Regions from separate parts of the Mus musculus genome. Here regions 1 and 2 are each linked to region 3. A link is a contact called in public HiChIP or PLAC-seq data. All regions are on one chromosome and are shown on one strand. The core of a region is the stretch at or near the end of the contact, and the rest is flanking DNA. Distances in the headings are between cores, read along the strand shown.

Evidence for each region. HiChIP or PLAC-seq counts read pairs in DNA pulled down with a chosen protein or histone mark.
Region 1: a contact with region 3 is called in a FOXA1 HiChIP or PLAC-seq map of pancreatic cancer cells. The contact joins two enhancer-like sites. A contact is called at or near these places in 2 of 484 Hi-C or Micro-C datasets (bone marrow-derived macrophages and pancreatic cancer cells) and 3 of 115 datasets of contacts at active chromatin or transcription factors (embryonic fibroblasts, extraembryonic endoderm stem cells and pancreatic cancer cells).
Region 2: a contact with region 3 is called in a CTCF HiChIP or PLAC-seq map of the NIH/3T3 cell line, with 5 read pairs. The contact joins the promoter of Ccn4 here to the enhancer-like site in region 3. A contact is called at or near these places in 2 of 39 promoter capture datasets (embryonic stem cells and hippocampal neurons) and 2 of 15 datasets of contacts at CTCF or cohesin (the NIH/3T3 cell line and large pre-B cells).

Annotation. Positions count from the first base shown.
Region 1 is chr15:67,144,940-67,149,290 of GRCm38.p6, forward strand. All of the region lies in intron 2 of St3gal1 (ST3 beta-galactoside alpha-2,3-sialyltransferase 1), which reads right to left. Among named protein-coding and RNA genes, the nearest start is that of Gm31400, 23 kb to the right of the region's middle. Within about 2 kb of position 1,607, at least 170 of the 459 cell types and tissues checked have an H3K27ac peak or open chromatin away from gene starts, as enhancers often do. A contact at or near this core is called in pancreatic cancer cells, where this site is marked.
Region 2 is chr15:66,889,917-66,893,848 of GRCm38.p6, forward strand. Ccn4 (cellular communication network factor 4) reads left to right here and starts at 1,453. Exons shown (of 5, transcript NM_018865.3): 1 at 1,453-1,718. The coding sequence starts at 1,650. Gm46514 (a long non-coding RNA gene) reads right to left here and starts at 1,415. Exons shown (of 3, transcript XR_001781648.2): 1 at 1,344-1,415.
Region 3 is chr15:68,164,439-68,168,491 of GRCm38.p6, forward strand. Zfat (zinc finger and AT hook domain containing) reads right to left here. Exons shown (of 16, transcript NM_001145888.1): 10 at 1,315-1,488. Among named protein-coding and RNA genes, the nearest start is that of Zfat, 92 kb to the right of the region's middle. Within about 2 kb of position 1,778, at least 79 of the 459 cell types and tissues checked have an H3K27ac peak or open chromatin away from gene starts, as enhancers often do. A contact at or near this core is called in the NIH/3T3 cell line and pancreatic cancer cells, where this site is marked.

The DNA of each region.
Region 1 (4,351 bases), core at 357-2,856, 1.0 Mb before region 3:
AAATCAGAGGAGAGCAGGTGGCTCTTAGCAGCTGGTCACTCATGTGTACCCCACCTTTGCAATTACATTCTGTACATTTTGTACCTCGGAACATACTGGTGGTTCTGTCCCCCTGTGTCTCTCAATCTGGGTACAGAGGCAGGAGGAACTGGTTACTAAATACTCTAAGTCTCAGAAATAAGAAGCAAGTGAATTGCTGGAGTGACCAGTGGGGTTTGTTTAAAATGGCTTTAGTATGTGCACAGGACATTTAATGTATTTATAAATGCATATGATACACATAACACAATGGTAAAATGCAGTGCATATGACCCAGTGCTTTTGTGGACATACATATATGCATCACATGAATGAAGTAAGTACATGCACATCTATGCATGCATACAAGGTGAATATGTGTATAGAAATACATGCACACATGCATGTTCTGTAGCCTTTCTGATCTACTTGCCCCTTGGAGTTTTATTCTATTAACTTGTTAACTCTTAAAATCATCCTTCATGTAGGTCTTGTTATGTCAGTTTATAGAAAAAGGAAGTGAGGCATAGGAAAAACTTCAGCAGCTGGGTGTGTACATTGCAGCTGGGTGAGGAATTTCCCCGAAGATGCCTTTCCTGCCACATGCAAACCCATCCCTGGGGCACTCTCTCTCTCTCTCTGTGTGTGTGTGTGTGTGTGTGTGTGTGTGTGTGTGTATGACCCTCCCTTCCCTGGCTCATTCTCACATCTAAGTCATGGGTAGCTGATGAAGTGTGGCTTATGCTAGGAAGTTCTTCTGGACTTCAGGACATTTAGAAGAGCCAAAGCTATTTGGATTCCACCAGATGCTGGAATCTTGGAAGCCCCTGAATTCAAAAGGGATGTGGGCATTCCACCTCTCATGGCCCATAGGCATTCTCAATTTCTTGGAGCCCTGAAGTACCACCACCAGGTACAAATGACCCGCAGGCTCGGCAGACATTTGGAGCAAGCACCCACGAGCCACGCTTGTTGCAATAATCCTGTAGATTATCAACAACCCAAGATGACCCGAAGTGGGTCACAGTCCAGTGTAGCTCATTAACTGCTAGCAAACATCCTGTCCCACCCACATGCTAGCCCCTGAGGAATGCAAGATTGGAGAACAGGTTCTCGTTCTATCAGAAACAAACTCCCTTGACTCCATGCCCTGCCTCTTCTTTGTTTGACATCTCCTTGCTCCTGTTCCTCCATGACCTGGATACTGAGCCCCGAAGAAAAAAGATCCACTTGCCTGTTACACGATCTCACAGTGCTGTGGGATCTTCTTGGGTTTTTCTTCCCTGTCCCTCTCCCAGCCTCTTGTGATCATCTTCCAGCTTCTGTTCCCAATCTTCCTGGCTTCCTTCCCCAGCAAGGTCACAATTGCAAACAGGTGGGAGAAATTCTGAAAGCAGTTCCACTGGTCCTGGGAATGCATCCCCGGGACATAGTACAAACGAAGGAAAATGCTCACAACATCACAGGGCTGGTAACAGTAACCAGCGTGATCATATGTATTGATGTGCATGACACACAAGTACGCAGCAATAGAGGGATGGAAACTTCCAAGTTCTACTGTTGTTTGCTAGAATATTACACAACCACCATGCAGTGCAATGATTTTTCAAGGTGATTCCAGGAACACTTTTAGAGTGACTCTCCTTGACTCAAGCATAGGATTGAAGGGGGATGGGGAGAGACAGAGTCTGACCCGTAGAGGCCCTATTGAGTACACTGCCCATCTGCAGAGACTGCTAAGTGCAGGAGGGTGATTCTGTTCTAAAGGACAAAAAGCAAAAGCAAGTTTGCGTCACCAGCCTTAACTTAAAGGTCCTTTTCCTGCTTTTTTTCCCGATCGCCATTACTCTCAGCACAGAGGGTAATTTCAGTGCTTAGAAAAAGTGTTTACACAAAAACCATTGAGCAACATAGTGACGTGTCTTCCCCGAACAGCCTCTTGGACGAGCTGTGGGATGTAACACAAAGGCTTGCCAAATGGATCTCAGGCAGGCTGGCTCTGTTACCCTCCCCTTCCCCTTCCTCCTCCTCACCCAGCCATTGATTTCAGAAAGGGCTGAAAACTATTTGGGTGTGCTTGCTTAGTAAAGTGGAAGCATGTAGGAATGTAAGTAGTAGCTATTTGGGCCAGTATCGAGAAAGAGGAAAAGTTCCCAAAGTCAAAACACCTCAAGGCCACAGATAGAGGATCTTTGGTTTCCATTGGCTTAAAACTAGATCTGAGGTGGTGTCCAGGGTGGCAGGGACCTGAGGAGGCTGAAGAGGAAAGACAGATTCCCAGGAGTCCTGCCTGACCCCCACCCACTCAGCTAGCTGCACTCTGAGTTTTGTGTTTATTGATGGAGCCGGTGGGCCAGCCTGTGATTCTGAGAGCAGTGGGGAACAGCCTGGCATTGGAGTACATTTTCTAGTGCATTGGGAATGCCTAGACTTGCCTGGTCCATCACCTTCCTTGGTGCTGGAAAGGAAAAACTGCACTCAGTGCAGGCAGGGGCTCACAAAGGAAAGAGGAAATACCAGCCCTGCTTCTTTAAATAGCACAGGGCTATTTAGGACTGGCCAGGGTGACAATAACACGCAGTGGGGAGGTTGGGTAGGAGATGTCAAAGGAGACAGCCTGGTTGAAGACTGGGGTAAAAATGGATATGGAAAGGGGTGATTCCCAGAAGACAGGACATGTGCATGCATGAGTTTTGAAGAAGAGATGACAATTGACTCATGATGAGGCAAAGAATGAGCTGTTCCAGCAAGGAAGAACATACGCAAACCACAGGGGCATGAAGTCCCTGAGGCACAGCAGGCTTTCCTTTGGAGTGGCCATAAGAGCTATGACATCATATCTCTATCCTTCCCTACAGCCACCCTTTTGTTGTGAACTCAAGTACACACACACACACACACACACACACACACACACAGACACACACACACACACACACACACACACACACACACACACGCCACACCTATGTTGAAGATTTAGCAGATTGACTAGTGCTCAGTAATTGTGGGTAGCTGAACTGTTGTAGACAGAGAGAAAACATTACAGCCCCAGGCTGGGGGTGTAGCTCAGTTGGTAGGGTGCTTTCTTAGCCTATGCTGGCTTCAATCCCTAGCACTGTAGAAGTGGTGCATGGTGTTGTCCACCTGTAACCTCAGCACTGGGGAAGTAGAGGCAGGAAGAACAGAAGTTCAAGGTTATCCTTAGCTACATAGCAAGTTCAAGGCCAGCTTGCCTATATAAGACCCTGACTCATAAACAATCATTACAGATTATTTTTAAGTCTTCTTAATAACTAATAATCAACTATCCCTGTCTCTGACCTAACATTATTCTAACTTCAAGTGAGACCCTGAGTGTGTATTAACACACGACCAGCTTTCACCAAGTTAAAAGCTAAGCACGTCATCAGAGTGCCTCTGAAATCTACAGCAGGGATAGCCTGCCCCCTTTGCTGGAACCTGCCCACCTGATGTCCCCACTGAAGTTTTGAGTATATGCATTTTTCTATGACATTCTTTTGTTCTGTGACTATAGAGTCCATGTTAGCAGTAAACAGGAAAAATACTTCATTTGGGGCAACCCAAGTCTGTGTTCCTGATCCACGGTCACTTGTATTTGGCTCAGAATAAACTTTCCTTCCCTCTGGAGCAAGAGTTGAGCTTGGATCAATACGTACTGGTGACTCTTCTGTTTCATACAGTCCGTCAGAGTGAGATCCATCTAGAAGGACTCTGAGTAAGTTTCTGTATATCAACTAATTTACGGTATCATTAGCTATTCTGTCCATTTCACAGGTAAGGAAACTGAGGTCAGGATATCTCAGTGAGTAGCAGAACCGTGATTTGCTGTGCCACAGTAACAATCACTGTTCTGAAGATGGACTGCTTTGTGCCTCACAGGAGGGGTGAGACTGGGAGAGCTGAGACTGAGAAGTCTGAGGAGACTTTGAGGATTTTCCTTCCTCTCACAGAACTCAGACTCTATACCAGGGCAATCATAGGCATGAACATTAGAAGGAGGAAGGATACAGATAGAAACTACTCCTGAAACCAAGATTATCTGCAGAACTCGTAAATGCCTGAATACCTCCAACCAGCTGGGTGTGGCCAGACCAAAAGCTGGCCATCCGTGAACAGTGAAGAACTCTGTGTAGGGTTGGCTTCTAAAAGCACCTGCAAAATTTCCATGCCCGTGGTTATGCTCCCTCACCCTGTGACACTGGGACTGGCTGCCGTGGTTGACAGAAAATATCCATTGTCCATTGAAGTGACGTGTTGGATCCAAGGGAGGCTGATGCGCATTACATCCGGTACAACAGTGAAGAAGCAG
Region 2 (3,932 bases), core at 203-2,702, 1.3 Mb before region 3:
TCTCTCTCTCTCTCTCTCTCTACCTCTCTCTCTCTCTCTCTCCCTCCCTCCCCCTCCCCCTCTCCCTCTCCCTCTTCCTCTCCCCCTCGCCCCTCTCTCTCTCAAGAAATGAGGTCCCCAAACAGCCTCAATTCATGTGGATCCCCTAGATCTCTCAGTTACTGGACCACCAACCAGGCAGCATGCACCAGCTGATATGAAGCCCCCAACAAATATAAAGCAGAGGACTGCTGGGTCTGGATTTAATCAGAGAAGATGCAACTAACCCCTCAAGAGACTGGAGGCCCCAGGGAATTTAGAGGTCTGGTGGAGTGGGGGTAGGGGGTGGAGACATCCTCATGGAGATGGGGGGGGGCAGGAAGGAGGTATGGGATGTGTGGTAGTCAGAGGGTGGACCGAGAGGGGAATAAAATGATTTCAGTGGGTACAGCCACTGCAGCTCCAAACAGACAGCATCCCCCAAACAAGCAGCAACACTGAGCTACCAGGAAACACGAGAGGGGAGTGGTTTGTGCACAGAAGGAAAACTTCATACTTGGTAGGGGACAGGCAGCAGTGAGCAGGTGCCATGGAGTCTGGACGAAGAGAAGAACATAGGACAGGCACTGGCTGGCAGTACCTAGGAGATGACCTTCATTGTCCATAATGCCAGGCTGAGAACCACTCTGGTTTTTCTGAGATGCAGGAACAGGAGAGCAAGGGAACAGGGGAATCTGAGACAGGAGACTGAACAGCACCCTTGAGAAGATGCAGAGGCTATAGATCTGGGTCCTCAAAAGATTCCTCCCCATCCCCCAAACCCCCCAACTCCCACCCCCACACACCCCCACCCTGCCATCTCTTTGTTATGCAAACTTGAGATTTCTTTGACTAGGGTCTGGAAAGAACCAAGGCCAGGAGTTCTGTCCTTCCAAGAATAAAAAATATTCAAAGACACTGAAGACAGGCTAATGGACTGAGGATCCCTGGCAGAGCAGCCTGGCTGGGAGAGGAACTGAACCAGTGGGTATGGCCTTGAGGAGCAGGGCAGACCCTGCTGACAGATCGCACCTCCAGGCGTGTCAGTGATAAATTCTTGTCATTTCTGGCTGGAATAAGAACCTTTTTTGCTTGCCTCTGACTCAGAGGTGGGGAGACAGTGAAGAAAGGCTAGCACAGGGAAGAGCTAAGTGAGATGCAAGTCCTCCCACCCCACCCCCATCCCCAGAGCCCTCTCAAAGTCCTCACAATGCCTCTACCTTCCCTACCTCCAGCCCGCACCCTTCTGTTTCCTCCCTCCTGTCCGGAGAGCCTGAGCCCTCCTAGAGCGTGGAGGATGCTGGGTGAGAATTCATTCACCTTACCCTGTGGAGTCTGGGACTTTCCCTTTAAGAGCTGTCAGAGCGGGGAGGCTGGCCAAGCTGGGCTGGAGGTGGGGACAGAGGAAAGAAAAAGAGAGAGGGGGAGAGTAGCAGAAAAAGTTTTTTTAGAGGAAAATGCAGGGCTAGTCTGTTGGCCTGACGTCAGATGTCGCTTTGACAAACGCCCCCGGGGGCTGAGGAAGGCTCTCCGCTGCTCTGATGGGCCAGCCCAGTCCTGGCCCAGCTCCCTGGAGAGGCATCCGCATCCTCTGGGCTGAGCCGTAGCTCCTGTGACGCTGACTTCCAGGCATGAGGTGGCTCCTGCCCTGGACGCTGGCAGCCGTGGCAGTCCTGAGGGTGGGCAACATCCTGGCCACGGTGAGTCCTGCTTAGAAGGGATCAGTGAGGGGACCTGATCCCTTCCTGCCTGGTTCTGAGGCCCGAGGGACTGGGGGGTCAAGACAAGGTGGGTTGGAATAATGAACAGCGGGAGGAGAGAGATTCTTGAGTCTGAAGAAGGTGGTGGAGTGGGGCAGAAGGCGCATCCCTTGAGAGAGACACCCTGTTTCCTATATTCACAGACAATATACAACAAAATAAGGGCCTGGGGATCTGCACCCTGGACTGGCCCTGTGATCTTGGGTGGGTCACTCACGAATTCAAAGCAGCATAAAATGAGGGGTTGCTAAGAACATCCAGAGCCTACCAGTTTAAAAACTCCAGGACTCGGAGCATCTGAGGTCCCCCAAAGAGAGGTGCTAAGAAACCCCAGGACAAGATGTGAAGGAGCACGCCAGCTTTTAGCAAATCTCCACCAAGCAAGCAAGGTTTGGGTTTACCACCATGAGCACCTTGTGACCCTCCATGGTCTGTTCCTGTCCTGCCATTTCCAGAAGGCATCTGGGTCCTGGAGAGAGGGACATCAGTTTGCACCTTCCAGAGACAGGGAAGGAGACACGTGGCAAAGCAGGGAAGCCTGCTGGAGCAAAGCCGGGGGTGGCTGGGCAAGAGGGCAAGCTGCTAGGGGCAGTGAGTGATGTGGGCAGCTGAACAGAAGGGAGGCAGCTTCCAGCAGCAGGGTGAGCTGCTGGGCAGCTGCTGAGTCTGAGGTTGCCACATGAGGGCCAAAGACAAAGGCTGACACTGACACTGAGTTATACCAAGAACTTCTTTGGGGTGCTAACATGCGTATTCCAGGAGACTTGGAGTTACGGTACAGCAATCTGCCTGTGAGCACAGGAACTCAGTCCATTTCCACTGAAGCTCAGAACTAGACATGTCTGGGACTGGGTAACAGGCACCTTGAGGTGTTACGTGGAGACAATGAACATGTGCAATTTGTACCCAAGTCCTCTAGCCTGTGCACGATGCTTGTTCATGATAGCATCTAACCCTACGACAAGAAAGATTACCAGCTCTATTCACAAAGGATGACCAGAAGCAAATGAATGGCCCAGGGTCGGAATGAGCAAGTGGCCTGGGTCACACTGGCATCTCTTGTGGCACACTTTCAGCACTCAGCCGTCCCAACGTTCCCTAAGCCTAGAGTCCAGGAAGTTAAGCAAGCAGGCCTGCCTCTGCCTTGGGACTGGTTGTGACTGGGTACAAGCCTACAGGTGGCTGGGCCTGGGAGGGCAGGGTGTGGATGGAGAATTGGTGACAGGGGAGCCAGCATCAGAGTGAGGGCACAAGAGGGGAAATTCAAGGCGAGTCTTGCACTGGAGCCAGAGTCTTGCACTTGAGCCTGCTGCTGGAACAGCCAGGACTGAGGGATGGTGGGGAACAGAGTCAGGGCTTTTTAGGGGGTCTCAGTAAAGAGACCTGGAGTCCAGAGGGACCTAGCAGCATCAGTAAGGAGTGTGTCCCCAGAAGCTCCCAGACTGCCCACCCTGTACTCTTAGGAGTCTCCCAGCATCTTGTTTTCCAGGATGCCCTCGAAACCCCCATCCACTGACACAGTACCTCTGATGGTACAGAGCTGGGCTGTGCCCAGAAGTCAGAGCCCGGCTTTGTAACCGAATTCCACACATGGCATCCTCCAGAACTAATACAGACAGGGAGTTCAAATCCAGCAAGGGGCAGGGGGGCCCCATGGAAAGAATGATGTGCATTGGCCATACGGAAGGAAAAGTATGTGGGAAGTGAGCACTGCCAAGAAGACTTTGAGGAAGTAGGCTGGGAGGGGAGACGCTGTCTGGTGTGCATGTAGCTAAATGGGCTGTTGGCAAAAAGCAGGAGGCCAGCTGGGGAGGGGGATGTTCAAAGTGGGGGAGGGAGGCAGATTCTGGGCTCAGATGCAAAGCCTGGTACCTATGACAGTGTTGTGGTTGACGCTCTGTGTGAAGAACAGCTTGTTTTATCTCTTTTCTTTTTCTTGGACAAGTGGTGAGGGCCCACCTGCTAAGTGAAAGGGGAGAGTACGTGAGCCATCCCAAGGACAATGTACATGGCAATACCCACCCATGTGTCATGTCTATGCAGAGATAGAATCCTTGCCTGAGAACAACCAACATTCACTGATGCTCAGAGAGGTTAGATAAATTACCCAAGGCCACACAGCTAATGACATTTGAACTTAAGTGGCAGCTTTCT
Region 3 (4,053 bases), core at 528-3,027:
CAGCTCCTGCAAAAAGACTCAGGGAATGCAAGATCAGCAAGGCCACTGTCTGAGAAAGTGAAGCCGTCCTAACTAGTTACACGACACAAAAGCTTTCGTTATCCCTAGGTGATGGCCTATATTACTTAGTTTATCTCTTTGTCTGCTTAGTGATTGAACCTAAAGTCTCATCCAGGCAAGGCAAGTACTCTACCACTGAGCACACCCAACCCTGCATGGGTTTCATCTTGATTATGGCGTTTTTCTTTTTAAAGAAAGTACTGATCAATAGCCATGGCTGTGGCCTTGGTTCAACACCCCCCAAGTCCCTGACTGTAGTTCCGAGGAATCATAACCAAGAATTCAGCCTTTCCCACTAAGGGCCGCAAGCTCAGTCTGACTCTTGCCAAGGAAGCAGCTAGCACACACCCAGCAGGGCTGACTCCCAGGACAGATACCCAACAGAGGCCAGATATGATAGACACATCATCTCCTAAGCTCCAGAATTGGAATCAGCATGGAACTTACATTAATCTGTTCACTAAGCCCTAATTCTTATGTCTAATTACGCTGCAAGAACCATATATTAAGAAATTTTATTAACCTTGTAACATGGAGCAGTCACAAGTACCTCCCACCAACTGAGGTTTCTAATTAAATCAAAACTTTTTCTAGTATGGTTTGGCTACCTGTGTTTCTCAATGTCTTTCCTCTGTGAAGCCCATATCAGAAAGTGTTATGAACGCTCTGTGCCTGAGCCTTGACCCTTAGGCTTCTGAGCTCTCCATAATCAGACACTTACCTTCAAATACATACCTGCTCTTTGTTATCCCACCTAGAAACAGGAACTGATCCTTATGGCCTTGTTGCGCCCAGAACCCACCTTCACAGCTCACAACCACAGGAATTCATACTGATTACATTTCAGGCTAAGCCCTATCAGTAAAAACCCTGAGGTAGCTTTGATGTTAAAAACATCAGGCCAGGTGCCAGCACAGCTATCCTTACAATCAGGCTCAAGGTGAGATGGAAGGCTAAAGAGGACAGAAACTTCCAGAACCAAACATTAACATCTTACTTCCTCCAGCAGTCTACCTCTCCCTGCTTATGACACATGCTCACGTATCCCACAGGGGTTTATGCAGAGCATGTTGAAGGGAGACAGTGCTTAGCCCTGGTGAGAAGAAAGACAGGCTAGGACCACGTGCACTTTCAGATTGTACATCCTGTGAAGTCTAGTGTTTTCCTGTTACCCGGGATCGGACAGTCTCTGCTGGCCTTGGCATGCCAGCTTCCAGCCTTGCACTTACAGGCCACTGGAGCTTGGGAACTCACCATCAGACGTGTGAAGGAGCTTATGACTTTTCAGTGTCCCTTTGGATTTGAATTTCTTGCCACACATGTCACAGAGGTGGGTCTTCTCAGTGCTGTGACGATTCATATGAGCTTTGAGGTTGCTCTTGCTACGAGTTGCATATTCACACAGAGAACACTTGAAGGGCTTCACACCTACCAACGAGAAATGGATAGCTGTACATTTACACGTGTCTGTGCAAACATGGGTGGGGATCCCAAAGAACAGTTCACACCATATAAAACATCCAACTGAACAGAGCAGTATACTTGCTTACTCCCAACGTGTCCGCACACCTCATGTCTGGCCGACCTCATCTTGTTCCGCCTTACAGAAATACCGCAGAAGTCAGGGTTCCCAAGCCTCGGCTTCAGGACAGTTCTAGCTGCCTATCAGCATTCTGTAATCCTACAGCTCCCTCCTGCCAAAATGCTCTTGCATACCACAGTGATTTGATCACCTCTGCTCTCCCTACAGTCTGGTAACTCCCTGAAGACAGACACCCTGCCCAACTTACAAAGCAGTCATTAAATCCAACTCAACTGAGTTAAACTAAATAAAATTATAGGCCACGTCATTCTTTGCAAAAATCAATAGGATCAGGCACTCAGGTCAAGTCTGGAAGAATATTCCCATTCATAACATAAACAGAAGCACAAAACACTGGACATTCTGCATGACTCACATGTAACTATTCCCAAGCTATTGTGCCTACTCCACTTGTATTGCTTTCCCCCACCCAGCCAGTGTGAGAACTGCTGTCGTGGTTCATCTCAAATGCATTTCTTGACCTCTTTGAACTGTTAGACTCTCTGAGCACCTGCCCACCGTGTGAATGAAGTTCCTCACGTGTGATCAACACCTATGACTATGGAGAGTCCCCAGACTTATCTTATGTTGCCCCTTCTTGTTAGTCTTCATGCTTATCTTTTGCATTTGCCTACTGCTGCTCTTTTTCCATGTTTTATTTTGGGAGTGAGCTGGGAGAAAGAATACTTACAGTGCAATTGCAGTGATTAGCTCCAAAGACTCGCGAATAATGTAATGTGGGTAAGTAGGCTTTTCTTTATCCTTTACAGTTCCATCATTATAAAGAAATTCATAGACAAGTGAAAAAGAGCAGGCCATGAACACTCCATCCTAAAACTGCAGCCTTTCGTTTCCTAAACCTTTCTCAGAATTCAGAAGGTTTTCAAATTGAGAGATTTCTTCCAGAAGTTCAATGTGGAATACTGACACCCGTGTCCTGTGAATGCATAGTGTTGGCTATACATTAAGCCTGGTATGGAATACTGACACCCCGTGTCCTTGAATGCATAGTGTTGGCTATACATTAAGCCTGGACATACACAGGGTCTTCTTCTGAGGAATGTAGGAGACCATCTCACTGATGCCTGCAGCAAATCTCAAGGCAGTTTATAATTGTGTTTCATGGAAAAGTGACCAGAAGATGGAATATTTGTCCCATCCTGCGTCACATACAAAGAAAGGAAAGACTGAACCACGCTCTCCCACTCCAGACCTCTGTCTGCCATGCAAGCATTATCCCCCAGGGGAACAGATTTATAATCCTCAGGCTGCCATCTCCCTGGATTTGCATCAGCGTCAGGTTCGTGGTCTGTCTCTGACCACTCCCAGACGACTCCCCTGAGCACCATCCTAAACCAATCTCCACACAAAGGCTTCTGCCTCCTTCTCTACTGAGAAAACTCCTAGCAATGACTTCCTTCAGTGCCCTCAGAAAATGACATATAGGTATTCATCTCGTCACCACTGTCAACTCCTCCTTTCTTGCCTCCACATGGGAGGTATCGCTTTCTCTTAGTGCGAGTCAGTAAAGATGTAAAGAACAGGGCTTTAGAATCATGTAGCATGGGTCCAAATCCCAGTTCCCACTACTTTTTGGCTGTACAACACGAGCATTTCATAGCGTTCTGTGCCTCGTGTTCCTCACTGGTAAAACTAACCTGGCTTGCTAGTCCCTGAATGCACTAACTAGCGTACCATGAGCAAGCCGAAAGTACACACTGGGCCCACAGTGCTTACTAAGTGCTGGCACACAAGAAAGCACCTTTCAGTTCCAGCACTGCACCTCAGGTCCACTGCCTCCTCTCTTCACTGACTCTCTGCCCATCAGCTCCTCCCCTGAGCCCTGCCACTGATAGTATGTTATGCAAAATACTTGGCCATCCATCTTCCTCTGACCCTACAGTCCTGCCTATAGTGGTCAAGCTCCCGACAAGCAGGAAGGAACTATTACGCAGGACTAGCAGGGCACTTTGCCACTTGCACCTTCCTCATTCTGAGGAGGGCAACATTCTCCTCTAGCGGCAAGGAATGAGGTCGATGACAGAAGACCCTTGACTCCTAGCTTGTCAGAATCTTTGCAAGTAGCTGTCCAACACTTCCAGTCCTGGCCAAGCCCCCAGAGCACAGCAGCCCCTATGCTTCTCTGGACTGCGACCTTTCTACTCAACCCTTCCACTTTCCAATCCTCTCTCTACAGTATAAACAGTGACGCTCCACACTGCCAAAATGTCAAGCCTCCAGCAGCCCGTTTTACTGCCAATCCTTCATAGTTCCATTGTTCTTCAATGCTAGTTACATACAGAGCAGAGTAGTGGGCACTGCAACTGCCCAGAGAACATATGGGCTTTCCTGTTCTCAGGACACTAGTTAACCCGTAAGCAAAGGACAGTGGTCTAATTCACTACAGTTAT